2 separate regions of the Arachis hypogaea genome follow, and region 2 is linked to region 1. A link is a contact called in public Hi-C data. All regions are on one chromosome and are shown on one strand. The core of a region is the stretch at or near the end of the contact, and the rest is flanking DNA. Distances in the headings are between cores, read along the strand shown. Region 1 overlaps LOC112771130 (outer envelope protein 39, chloroplastic). Region 2 holds the start of LOC112772564 (dnaJ protein homolog).

Region 1 (6,903 bases), core at 567-3,066:
AAGGTTGGTAATTATGACATTTTAATAGTATATTTACTATTTCATGTCTTTCCTACATTATGAGTCCTAATTTCAACAAGAATTCTGGATATCCTGTTTACCGTTTCTTCTGACAGACTTACAGGTGGTTCAATTGTTGGTGACATGGCTCCTTACCAAGCATTTTCCATTGGAGGGATTGGGAGTGTGCGAGGGTATGGTGAAGGAGCAGTAGGGTCTGGGAGATCTTGTCTGGTGGCTAATAGTGAACTAACACTCCCTTTGGTAAGCAATAGCCTTATAAGCAACTCTTATACTCTTATAAGCTATTTATTGTTAAATTGAAGTGCCTAGAACTAAACCCCCTGAGGTCATCTTTACTGTAGAACAAGATGTTAGAAGGTGCCATTTTTATGGACTGTGGAACAGACTTGCGCTCTGGTCATCTTGTACCGGGTGAGTTGTCATTCTGCTGAGAATAGGTCTATTTGTCCGCTTGTTGATATAATACATAATAAAGCGACATTTGATTTAGGAGGAGGAAAAAGAAAAAGATTGGCTTGAAGAGGTTCATGTAATAACAACTGCAAGCTATAAAAAAAGCAAGTCATCCATAATTTGACATGTGAACTCAAAGTCATACATTTTTATGTGGCAGGAGAATTATTCCAGGCTTTTCCCATGTTATTCTACTCGTGATTTCATGTCTAAATTGTGCAAGCTAATACATAGAAGTTCCATTCATGTCTAAATTAGTTATCGTGAATTTAGTTTTTTTTTTTTTTTTTTTTTTAACACACTCCTTTGGCGTGTGTTGTCGAGAGGTTTCCATTTTGGATTTAGTTTGTCGTTTTTGGTTTCTTTGTGATGATGCCTTACTGGATTTTGAACTTGCTCTCATGGCATTGATCTCTTGGAAATTCAGGAAATCCAGCAATGAGACAGGGTAAACCAGGATCTGGTGTTGGTGTGGGATATGGACTTCGATTTAAGTCACAGTTCGGCCACTTTCAAGTCGATTATGCCATAAATGCATTTCAGCAGAGAACTCTCTATTTTGGCCTCAGCAACCTTGCTTCATGAGATCCATACATTCTTTTTTTTCCACTGGTCATTTCTCATTTCTCATCATTTCCTATGGAAGATGGATTGTTGAAGACACAGAAGCTGCAATATTTTGTTGTCGATTCTCGGCATCATCGGTTTTATGAACTCCAATAATATTCCTTCTGGTTCTAAATAACTGTCGGCTCGGACGAAATTGGCGCAATAGAAACTCAATGAACACAGTATATCCAGATTTCATTTATTAACTAATTTGCCACTTTGTCCAAGTTGATAGTTATTTGGAACCTGAAGGAGTATATTTCTAGCTTAGAAGTATATTTTTCATTCTTTTTCACACAATTCATGATAGTTGAAATTCTGATGGCATGTTTTTTAATTTGGTTTTGGATAAATGAGTACATATTATTTACTGTAAATTGCTCTCAAGCTAATGGTAGATAGAATTATATTCTTATACATGAATCTCAGCACATAAGCAGACAATTAACCCTCAGATCTTGTAGATATTTTGTAATTTAGTTACAATTTTAGTTAATTAAGGTGGCAACAAAAAAAAGAGTTTGTAGTAGTTTTATAGTCTTTCGTAATTCATATAATCATATGGCTATAACCAACATCTGAAATGACACAAAAAAACGATTAGTAGTGACATTGTTACATAACCATTTTATCAACCAACAAAAATTCAGTGACTTACTTCTTCTATTTATATTTTTTGGGCCCTTTAATACATTAGGATTTTATTGGGCCTATAAAATCTTTAATAGACCAAGACATCTGGCCCATTAAGAAAGGTATCTCACCTAGCTGAAGTTTAACAGAAGTTACTGTCATGACCAAAACAAAAATACAAAAGTTACTGCAAAATAATAGAAATTAGGGTATTAACTGAAATTAAATATTTGTTTAAGCAGGATCGTATCTGCAGAGTTAATATTTTTATCTTGTAATAATTAGATCTTTGATAATAAAATTCAGCTCTCCCATTAAAAGAAAAAAAAAATGTGCCTCATCAATTCAAAGAGTTCATAATATTGTGATTACCAATGTTTGTTTATTCATAAATGGAGATTCCAACAAAACAAACAAGATTCGAAACCAGAAAGGTTCTGCTGTACCGCTGCCTGTACGTGAATCATCTGCCTTCAATTTAATCATTTATAAATAAATTATTCCGAAAGTGATGGTAACAAACTAACAATGATATATTGACTTTGTGTCAAATCTAATTTCTAAGTTGTAACCCATTTATCATAGTTAATTAATAAATAATAAATTCCAGTGTCACGTGAACACTAAAGAAATTTGATAAAACATGCTCGTCAAAGTTGTCGGGTTAGCTCTGTCATTGGCTGAAGTATCCAAGATGAGACATCATTAAAACATTAAGCATCAATTATTAATTCAACTATATTATGTGTACACTAAAATCAGCTCTTATTATTAGTTATTAGTATAAAATATATATTGAAATATAAATACATAAAAAAATAAATTAAACTATATATATTTATACATAAATGTATTAATAACTAATTTTAATAATTAATTTTAATGTATAAATAATATTTTTATTTGTCACTGTAGATTTCTTTTTTTTTATTTTCTTTTATTAACAAATAAGTAATTTAATTTGATTATTTACATGAAGTGAGGATCGAGAAATCAGTGGCGTGTGCAAAAGACTAGTGGTGGAAGTGAGCCAATTAAACTCAAGTTCCAATAATGAAAATTGAGTTCAAATTATGGTTGATTACGGTTCAACTTTAACTCAAATATTAACATGTATTTTTTTTAGTAATACCCTAAATAGGTCCTCAAGAAATTTATGTTTAGACAAATTTGTCCCCAACGAAATTTAACTAAAATTTTGTTCTTGACCTTCTTAGCTATACACCAGATATGTCCCTACACCAGGTTCAGCCAGTCAGGTCTAAGGTTGACGTCCTACGTGGAAGTAACCTGGCTAACATGTCGGGTTAAGAGTGACGCGTCACGTCGAGGACAGTTTGGTCTCTGTGCTTACAGGACAAAACGACGTCGTGTTGGGGCACAGGAGAACGATTTCGTTTTTCAAGGGACAAATAGGTCCCGGCGATGGAGGGTAATGTAACCAAACGATGCCGTTTGATTTGGGGGCCAAATTAAAATTAGGTTGTGTAGTTGATGATGGTTGCTGGAATTGATTATGGCTAGTGGAGGGACGACGTCAACTGGAAGTCGGAGACAATGTGGAAGAAGTATTACTGGCGAGTTGAGTGCTGACAGTGAGACGACTGGATTCGGGAGGGGTCGACTGAGAAAAGGAGAACATCCCAAGTGATTTTGCAGGACATTAGCTGTCATATGCAGGTCGCGCACGACAGAAAATCCGAATAGGTTGTTTTTTGGTTGTCCTTATTTCAAGGTATTGGAGAGTATTTTTGTTGTGTCATGTGTGATAATTGCCATGGGTCTGTAAAATTGTTTCCCATGTTGTTGTTGTGATTGTAAGAGAAGCAAGGTTATTGTGAATTTTTTGCATGGTTTGATGAGATTTTTGGGTATGCGATGGAGGATGTAGTCGAAGGATATAGATTGGCTTCTGTGGACACTGGTGCAGGTGATGAAGGTGTTGTAAGTTTGAACGATGGCTTGGAAGACAGAGTGAAGCAATTGGAGAATTTGTTGTGGAAGAAAGATGAGGATAACCAATTTGTGAAGAAGCATAATATTTTCGACTTTCTTAGGGGTGTAATATGTGGTGCATTGATAGGTGTGGTTGTGTTTTGTATATTTGTGGTGGCTGTTTAGGCAAACTGGATTCTATGTTAATAATCAAGTTATTGTATTGAAATGTGTATTCATGGTTAGATAGATATTAGATGGACATGCATTATATTGATTAACTCAATTGTGGTCAAATAGGATAAAAGAAATATATTGCTTTTGGGTTGTTGCAACCATATATCAAAAGGGTGAAGTAACTGATATTCACAATATTGTAACTACACAAGTAATTTGATTTAGTAGCAACATAACTCAAATGAAACAAAACAAAGGTCTGTTTCCTTCAACATACACCAAAAGCAAACCAAACTAAACAAAAGGTCTGTTGTCTTAAACACAGAGAACACCAAAACAAAACAAACCAAACAAAGAGGTTCTATTTTCTCAAACATAACAAAATATGGTGTTTATAATAAGTTGCACACTGATTCTTAAAAGGGTAATTTCTTCTTATATTGGTTCAATCCCGGTGTTGGGATGAATTTAAACATTTCAGATACTGCCTGACTGGTGGTAGCTACAGTCGTATCTACACCGACACTCCCCTGTACCTGGGGCCTCCTAATTGTTTGCTTTGGACGTCTGAACGGTTACTGAGCCTAGAATTTACAAGATTGTTATGAGTATATTTTTTACAAATTTCAAACATACACATTAATCTAATTACAAGTAGCATACTTTGGGTTTGCTTGAGACATTAGTTGTGGCTTGTGAGGGAGGATTTTCAGTTTGAGTCTCATGAGAGGCAGGATTAAGAGGTTGTATGCTACCTTCTACAGATCCTTCATTTTGTATGACCAATTATAAGGTAGTTAAGTACCCAAATAATAATTTATAAGACAATTAGTTCCCTATAGAATAATATTTATGGTGCAAATAGGTCCCCACGTACAGGGGCAATAGTCTACACCACAACTAATGTGCAAACTAAGACTCTGCAAGTGAAAACTAATGCAATAGATGTTACCTGAGATAACGGGGCTGATTGAGAAATATTCATCTCATACTATGGCTGGGCTTGCTTCTTCTTTCCTTTGCCCTTTGAAGATTATCCTTGCTGGGGTGCCCCTTTGCATGTTTTGGAATTGTGACCAATTTCTCCACACTTGGAGTATGTAACTCTGAAGGTCTTCTTGGCCTTTGTCCCATCAGGGCCGTCTTCCACTGCATCAGGTCTCCTTCGCTTCACAGGACGCCCAATTGGTCTCTTAATTTTGGGGGGTACGGAACTAACTACTCAAGATTTATCCCAATATTTCTCACTGTTGATAGGGCTTATGGAGTGAGCATAGATAGCCCTAAATACATCCATCTTCAGCCATTGATGGACATATCCCTCTGGTCTATCTCCTCTTCTGCCAATTGCAGCTATTGCATGCACACAAGGGATCTTTGGTGTCTCATGTAAATTGGAGTTGTAATTAATATATGATAAATATATCAGAATTTTAAACCCAACAGCATGTTAAGCACACCATAGAAAATATCCTTTAAGACAACCCAGAAAATTCCAATGGAGCACTAATTAAGAAATTAATCCAAGGAAAATATAACCATTACCTGTAAGTTGCCACATGTTACAAGAACATGTACTGTTTTCTAGATCCACCCCCAATTTCTTTATGTGATATTGCACCTCAAAAATTTGTTTGGCATCATCACTAGTCCATTGAGCAGTCCAGTATTTGCATTCTTTCATGATGTCATCCATCATCTTTTGTTGCACTGGTGCCACTATGCTTGTGTAGGTGCTCAAAATTCTCTTATGCTGGGTCATCCTCCTCATGATGTAGCATCTCAACTCTTTCAGCATTGTCAAAATGGGTTTTCTTCTGTAGTGTACTATCTTGGCATTCCACACTTCTGTCATATTGTTGGTGATGTTATCTAGCTTCGGCCAGTTACTAAAATGTGATTTTGTCCAGCATGTTGGGTCAAATTTTGCAAGGTAAACCCATGCATCCTGGTTCACCGTCTTTAGTCTATTCATGTGCTCTCTGAACTCTGCTTTCGTACTGCTTTTAGCACAAGCACAGATGACATTCTTCAACTGCTTGCTCTTGTACTTATTGGTGAAATTCTTTCATATATGCCTAACATAGTTCCTGTGATGGGAATTCGGCATAACCTCCTTCATCGCCGGCATCAGACCCTATACAAAATTGAAGTGTGTTATAACTAAATTAAAGAGTAAATTTAATATAATAGTAAAAAAAAAGTAGCCAAAACTAGCATTTACCTTTTGCTGATCACTGATGAAGTTCCACCCTTCAACTGCAGCAGGGCCTAAATCATTTTGTAACAAGTCTAAAAACTATTTTCAGCTTTCTTTAGTCTCATTAGCAACCACTGCGTATGCAATCACATAAAAGTGATTGTTGGCATCTTGTGCTACCGCCGACAGCAATTGTCCTCCGTAATAACCCTTCAGGAAGCACCCGTCTAATCCTATCAACGGTCGACAACCAGTCCTAAACCCCTTTTTACAAGCATCCAAGCACACATACAACTTGTCAAATAGTAGAGGGGACTGGGGAATTGGCTCCACTGCTAACAGAGCAGTTGAACCATGATTGCTTCTGTGTAGTTTTTGTAGGTAATCTCTAAGCTTCCCATATTGAGCCTTCTTATTACCAACATACTTTTCTCTTGCTATCTTCAAACTTCTGTACAACATCTTATCACTAATTATCACATTATAATCAATTTTTATATGATCCCAAGCCTCTGCATGGGTTAGCCTTGGCTGACTTAGAAGTCTTTTTTGACAACTTTTCCGCAACCCAATTTTGATCGACCATGTTGCTTTCAAACTCTCTACCACAATTATGCACAGGAATAAAGGTCTTAATCTGGTAGCCCCCAGACCTAGAGTTCCTAGCACAGTAAATAATCCAAGGACAGTCATTCTTCTCATGTTGTTCTTTATCACCTACTGCCTCAGACCCTAGCTTGCTAGCATTTTGTTTTTTATCACCTACTGCCTCAAACCCTGGCTTGCTAGCATTTTGATCAGGGTTAGCTTGAGTAGAATTGGCTACAGCTGGAATGTCATCAACTGCATTCTCCTCTTCGCCTCCATTTGAT
Region 2 (6,573 bases), core at 1,404-3,903, 46 kb after region 1:
GCATACATTTTTGCTATAATTGTGAACTATTGTAGGTACTATATTTTTGGTTGAAATAAATGTGTTAGGCATGCAATTTAGGTTGGGACAAATTCTGATTGGATGTAATCTGTTTTTGGTTGGAACAAATTCTAAATTCATGTAAAATGTTTTTGGTTGGAAAACAAATTCTGATTGGATGTAAACTGGCTTTTAGGCATGCCATGTGTCCATGCATGTGTTGTAATAGCTAAACTGAATGAAAATCCTAAAGACTATTGTCACACTTGGTTAACCATGGATTCATATAGAGCAACATATGTCCATTCGTTAAATTCTATCCCTGGACAAGCAATGTGGGAGAAGTCTCAGTATAGTAGACCTGAAGCACCCAAAATTTAAAGAAAGCCTGGTCCTTTGAAGAAGAAAAGACGGAAGGATGTAGATGAGGAGCCTTCAGTAAGTAAGAAGAGTAAGACTGGAGCAATGAAACTAAATAGAAAGTACAAGGAGTTTACTTGTACTTATTGTGGGATAAAATGTCACAAGCTGCTCCCACAAAAAAGCTTATGATATTGCAGTTGCCTTTGCTGCTGTTGCAACAGCAGTAATTTCTAAGAAGAAAAAAGGGGTTTCTAATGCAAATAAAACCATAGAGGGTGTGTTTGCATAAGACGAAAAAGGAGAGGCTGACCCTGCTCCAACTACTGATGTTGCTACTTCTGAGACCCCAACAAATGCTAATGCTCCTTCAGATATTGTGATATCTCAATCACCTTTTTCACAAGAAGATGGAGAACAAATAACCATTCAATTTGTCCTTATATTTGTGGATTTAAGGTTTATTTTAATTATCTATTCAGTTTAATTATGTCTCAAACTGATCCGGACTTGTATTCTACTCATGCAACTATAGATAATTTCTGCAAAGAAGCCCAACAAATTACAACCAAAGAGAAACACATCTCCAGTCCCAAGAACAACTAGTATTAATCCAATGTAAAGAGCAAATTCTAGAACATCTTTAAGAATGACTGAAGTCATAAAATTTGTCCGTACACTAGGGATGAAGCCAGCCTTCAAACCTCCTAGAAAGAAGTGATTGATTTCCAGCCGTGATGGATTATTATAATTAGGATAGTTGCTTTTTTAATTATGTTTATCTTGTGTCACTAAAACATGGTTATATGTGTGTCTATATACTTGGCTATTCATGACTTTCTGAATGTATTTTGTTGATACTCTATTATGTTTATTTTAGTCAGCTTGTTTTGTTCAGTTAATAACAAACAATGCCTTTGGATATTGGTTATGCATGCCTTCTTTTTTTGGATCCTAAATGTAGAGACTTGATTTAAAATTTATGAATGGTACTAACATGTTTAATATTTAGCTACAATTCTTTACTATTGTAATATTACATATATACCAGAGGAGCTAAAACATGCTCTTTTTTTTTTTTTTTTTCATATTTGCTTTCTACAATGCTTTCATTCAACCCTAAACATATACACCATCAGATACACAATTTTAATCAAAATTTAACCATGCTTATACCATACACAACAATCACAAACACACCTAAACAAATAAGCAAACTTAAAATACTAATTGATAGTTTCAAACACTTAATTTCAGCTTCTATTGAAGTAATTTTCCATGCTAAATTCATCTTCTAACTCTCATTATTACTTTCAAGTTGTGCTTTGCCCACTAAATTCTGTTCTTCCTCGGCATCTGTCCACATAAAAAAATCACACCACATTCTCCCAAAATTCTGTCAACTCCTCAATAACCAAGAAAAAGAAAAAAAAATTTAGCATACCCATCAACAAAAGTACCAGTAGCAATACATTAAAGAAGACATTGCATTTACATTATAATTTAGATACCCATAAAAAGGTCTTTTAAGATTGACATTCGTCCCAAATCACCGAACTACTGGATGCATTCCACAACCACACTAATCATGAATCTTTCCCAATCTCCCACAATTAAAGTTCCTTACGAAAGCACCATGAGAACATGACCACGCAGAGTTTTAGGAAAAGAGAGATGCAAATTAGGGTTTTAACATCTTTAGAAGGGTTAAATTGAGTAAAATCAAATTTTGTCACATCATTTAACCATTACACATCTATCTTAGTAACTTAAAGCGCCATATCAAATCTTCGTTCACAAAGATAACTCTAAAGACAAACGTGAGTCATGATCTAATATTTAAAGATTTTAATTGAGTAATTTTAAATTTAAATATCGAAATTGACTTCGAATATAACAAACTACAATTTTAATATAACAAACTACAATCCAAACACACATTTAATAAATAGGAAAGCTACTTTGGCCAGTAATAATGGTACTAAGTTCGATAAATGAACGAAGCCGTTAGGTAAGCCTGGCGCCAAGAGGAGGGGACAAAAGAAAGAAACAGCTATAAACTAAAAAGCTGAAAAACAATAAAAAATAAAAACAAAAATAAAAAGCTAAAACATAAAAAGAAAAATAAACAACGATTTAAAATGCTGGCTAACGAGGGAAGAAGGATCTAGAACAAATTCCCCATCTCGCACAACAAAAAATATAGAAAAAAAAAACATAAATAAATAATAAAATAGTCAATTATCATTAAATTTATCATTTTTATAGCATATAAAACACTATTTTAATTCAAAAATTAAATATTTATTTTCTCACCTCACAGATCTAACGGTCGATGCTTCTAAATTTTTTTTTTGTCAGACTCACAATTCACAAAAGCATAAAATCAAATAAATTATTCTAGACTCTTCTCTATAACCTATCTAACAACCAGGATTCGATCCAAACCGTCCATCAAATCAACGACCGTGCCGCTTTATATATACCCCTTGCAGAAATTCATCCTTGTGTTTCGCTTCGCTTATACCTCCTCTGAAAGAAAGAGATCTGGAGTCTTCATGTTCTCGCGCCAGTTGGTTACATACACCACGCCAACCTTATTTTGGGGGGAAATATAATTAGGGTTTCGTTTCTTCGATCGATCAATCGATCGGAATCGGTTTCTGTTGAATTGTGATCTGAATTTGATTGTGTTGTGAGATTGTGAAGATGTTTGGGAGGGCGCCAAAGAAGAGCGATAACACCAAGTACTATGAGATCCTCGGAGTATCGAAGGAGGCTTCGCAGGACGATTTGAAGAAGGCTTACAAGAAAGCCGCCATCAAGAATCATCCTGACAAAGGAGGTGATCCTGAGAAGGTAGCCATCCTAATGATTCCATTCGGAAAACTCTGAATAGAATTAATAATTTAAATTGATTCTTAATTAGTGGTGATTATTTGTTGACGAAATTGTTTAGGATATAATTGTTTTTTATTTCAATGTTATTGCGATTCTGATTTGCTAATTTGCGGTTGTGATTAGTTTACGTAGTAGTGATGTGGTAGATTGCACTTCGCCAGAGTGATTATGACTGTAGTTTGTTTATTGGTAGCTGCGGTGATCGATCGAGAGAAATCATGTGAGACGAGGCCTTACACTTTCACGTTTTCTTTCTGTATTTTTGGTGTGTAGTTTAAAGAGCTGGCACATGCTTATGAGGTGCTGAGTGACCCGGAGAAGCGTGAGATTTATGATCAATATGGTGAAGACGCACTTAAGGAAGGAATGGGTGGCGGTGGTGGTGGCCATGATCCATTTGATATCTTCCAGTCTTTCTTCGGGGGAAGTCCATTTGGCTCCGGTATGGTTTTACGGACAATTCTTTTTATGGGAGCCGTCAAAGCTAGCATTTATAAAGAAATTAAAGGTTTCTAAAATTGTTTCGTTGAGCAGGTGGTGGCGGCAGTAGAGGCCGGAGGCAGAGACGTGGCGAAGATGTGGTTCACCCCCTGAAGGTCTCTTTGGAGGACCTTTACCTTGGGACTTCAAAGAAGCTTTCTCTTTCACGGAATGTCTTGTGTTCTAAATGCAACGGGTGTGTTTTGATTTCGGCATTGTTGGTTTGCATGCTTGTTGGCCCTTTTTTCAACAATTGGTTCTTACAGAGTGCACGGCTTGTTTTGTAATTGATTACAGGAAAGGGTCGAAATCTGGAGCTTCAATGACATGTGCTGGCTGTCAAGGTACTGGTATGAAGGTTTCCATTAGGCACCTTGGTCCCTCTATGATTCAGCAAATGCAGCATCCTTGCAATGAATGCAAGGGTACTGGAGAAACAATCAATGAGAAAGACCGGTGCCCACAATGCAAGGGCGAGAAAGTCGTCCAAGAGAAGAAAGTGCTCGAGGTCCATGTGGAGAAGGGAATGCAGAACGGGCAGAAGATTACATTCCCTGGTGAAGCTGATGAAGCAGTATGTTGAGCATTTAAGTCATATTATTACTGATATTGAATTGTATATACTAAAGGATTTGTGCTGACTTCGATCTTCTGCATTTCTTGCAGCCCGATACAGTCACTGGAGATATTGTCTTTGTCCTTCAACAGAAGGAACATCCCAAGTTCAAGAGAAGGGATGAAGACCTCTTTGTTGAGCACTCGCTGTCCCTGACTGAGGCTTTGTGTGGCTTTAAGTTTGTGCTCACTCACTTGGATGGGCGGCAACTTCTCATCAAGTCAAATCCTGGTGAAGTTATTAAGCCTGGTACGTAAATGTTGCATCTATGCATTGTGCATTTTTGCTCCTCCAAGTTTTCCGAATGATTGAAAATTGTGATTCGTTTCATTTGTGATATTAAAACTTGCTTGAAATGCCAGATTCTTACAAGGCAATAAACGATGAGGGAATGCCAATGTACCAGAGGCCCTTCATGAAGGGGAAGCTTTACATTCACTTCTCGGTAGAATTTCCTGAATCTCTGATCCCTGATCAGGTGAAAGCTTTGGAAGCTGTTCTGCCACCAAAACCTACTTCACAGTTGACTGACATGGAGCTGGACGAGTGCGAGGAGACCACACTGCACGATGTGAACATGGAGGAAGAGATGAGGAGGAGGCAACAGGCTCAGCAGGAGGCATACGACGAGGACGATGATATGCACGGTGGTCATCAGAGAGTACAGTGCGCTCAGCAGTGATGATCTTCATACAGAACAAGTGTTGATCTTCAGTCAATTCATATGTTATTTTTAGCCGTGTGCTGCGGACTAAATTAGTGTTTGATTAAATCTGATTTTTGGATAAAAAACAAACAGAGTAGCATTTATTGTCCAAGGGTAATTCCGTTCGGACATCCTAATATCATCAATTTTGTTCAATTTTACTCTCTTCCTCCTATCCGCAGGCCACCTTCTTCTCTTCTCGGTTCCTTTCTCCTCTCTTTTTGTTTGTTTGTGTTGTGTGTGTATGGTCTTAACAGTATCGACGAATATTTAGTAATTTGAGGAGGGGAATAGTAGGAGGTTAATATCTGCAGTGAAAAAGACAAATATAAGACAAATATAAAAGGAAAAATCTTTAGTTATTTAACATTTTCTGTTTAACATCACATAACCAAAGAATAATGAGAGTGTAAAATCTGTTCAATTTTAAACCGTGATTTGGTTTGATAAATGACATGAAATAACCCATAAATTTGATTAAAATTATGCGTCTTGATAGTTCAACCGCAAATTATTTTTGATATTGGGATGGAAATGGTGTTTTTTAAGATTATGGATGATAAGGGTGTTATTCTTAAATGTGGAACTTTCTTATTTAAAATGTGGAAATCGGATCATCCGATTTTTTTGGGAATAAAAATCGGACCATCCGATTTATTAAGAACAAAAGTTAGATCCTCCGATTTATGAAAAAATCACAACAAACAAATCGGACTCTCTGATTTGATATTTGAAAAATTTTAAAAAATCACCTTATAAAGTAATCGGATCTACCGATTACTGATTCCTATATCAAAATAAAAACACATGCACCACTAACAAAATTGAATTGCACACTATCTTCCATAATAAAATTTTTTAGCCTAGTTCAACATCCCAATTGTAGGATTATCACTTTTGATAATTTATACTTATCTCAATTGTATTATTATCACCTCTGCTAAATTTTACTTTATACGAATTTGACAGCATGGATGCAAAATTTGTTTTTATATTATACGAGCACAAGAATTGAAGTGATACAGGAGTTCACAGCCATGATTAAAATCTTTAGGCAATTCTATGGTGTCTATGAGTTTTTGTCTAATTTTGTCTAACTTATTTTTTGTAGTAAGTTTTAATTTTTTAAAAATTATTTATTCTTATATTTTTTAAATTAAATAATAACTTTTAACTTTTTTAGTAAATAGACACCACTTTTTAAGTATCATAGCATTCACCAAATTTTTAATCTAAGTTGGTTTGATACTATTTTCTGCAAAGATATGCTGCACTGCACTCAGCCCGAATACAACAACTCTACCTGCCCGAGCAACTATTCTCTTATCTGTCAATATATTCTGCTCATCCAACTTCCAAGGCTCGTCGACTATGTTTCCGACTCTCTAGTTTAGTTGATAGGAAATGATACAGACATTTCTTGATAGAAGCTTGGCTACTGATGCCGTTTTCTTCCGAATCGGATAGGACAATTGTTTCGCCCGCCATGTTACCGCTAATGTTTCTCATA

What was found. Hi-C and Micro-C count contacts between places; a contact is called where the count stands out from the background.
Region 2: a contact with region 1 is called in a Hi-C map of leaf, with 2.0 times the contacts expected there. The contact joins the promoter of LOC112772564 here to the enhancer-like site in region 1. A contact is called at or near these places in 3 of 8 Hi-C or Micro-C datasets (leaf and an unstated tissue).

The regions. Positions count from the first base shown.
Region 1 is chr18:7,151,490-7,158,392 of arahy.Tifrunner.gnm2.J5K5, forward strand. It overlaps LOC112771130 (outer envelope protein 39, chloroplastic), which reads left to right. Exons shown (of 11, transcript XM_025815760.3): 8 at 1-3; 9 at 117-264; 10 at 366-435; 11 at 905-1,503. The coding sequence ends at 1,062. Among protein-coding and RNA genes, the nearest start is that of LOC112771129, 5.4 kb to the left of the region's middle. Within about 2 kb of position 1,817, at least 2 of the 3 cell types and tissues checked have open chromatin away from gene starts, as enhancers often do.
Region 2 is chr18:7,196,427-7,202,999 of arahy.Tifrunner.gnm2.J5K5, forward strand. LOC112772564 (dnaJ protein homolog) reads left to right here and starts at 2,654. Exons shown (of 6, transcript XM_025817532.2): 1 at 2,654-3,219; 2 at 3,535-3,703; 3 at 3,796-3,937; 4 at 4,039-4,315; 5 at 4,408-4,606; 6 at 4,720-5,219. The coding sequence starts at 3,070. The coding sequence ends at 5,039. It overlaps LOC112772565 (probable receptor-like protein kinase At1g49730), which reads right to left. Exons shown (of 8, transcript XM_025817533.3): 8 at 4,715-5,371. The coding sequence ends at 5,222.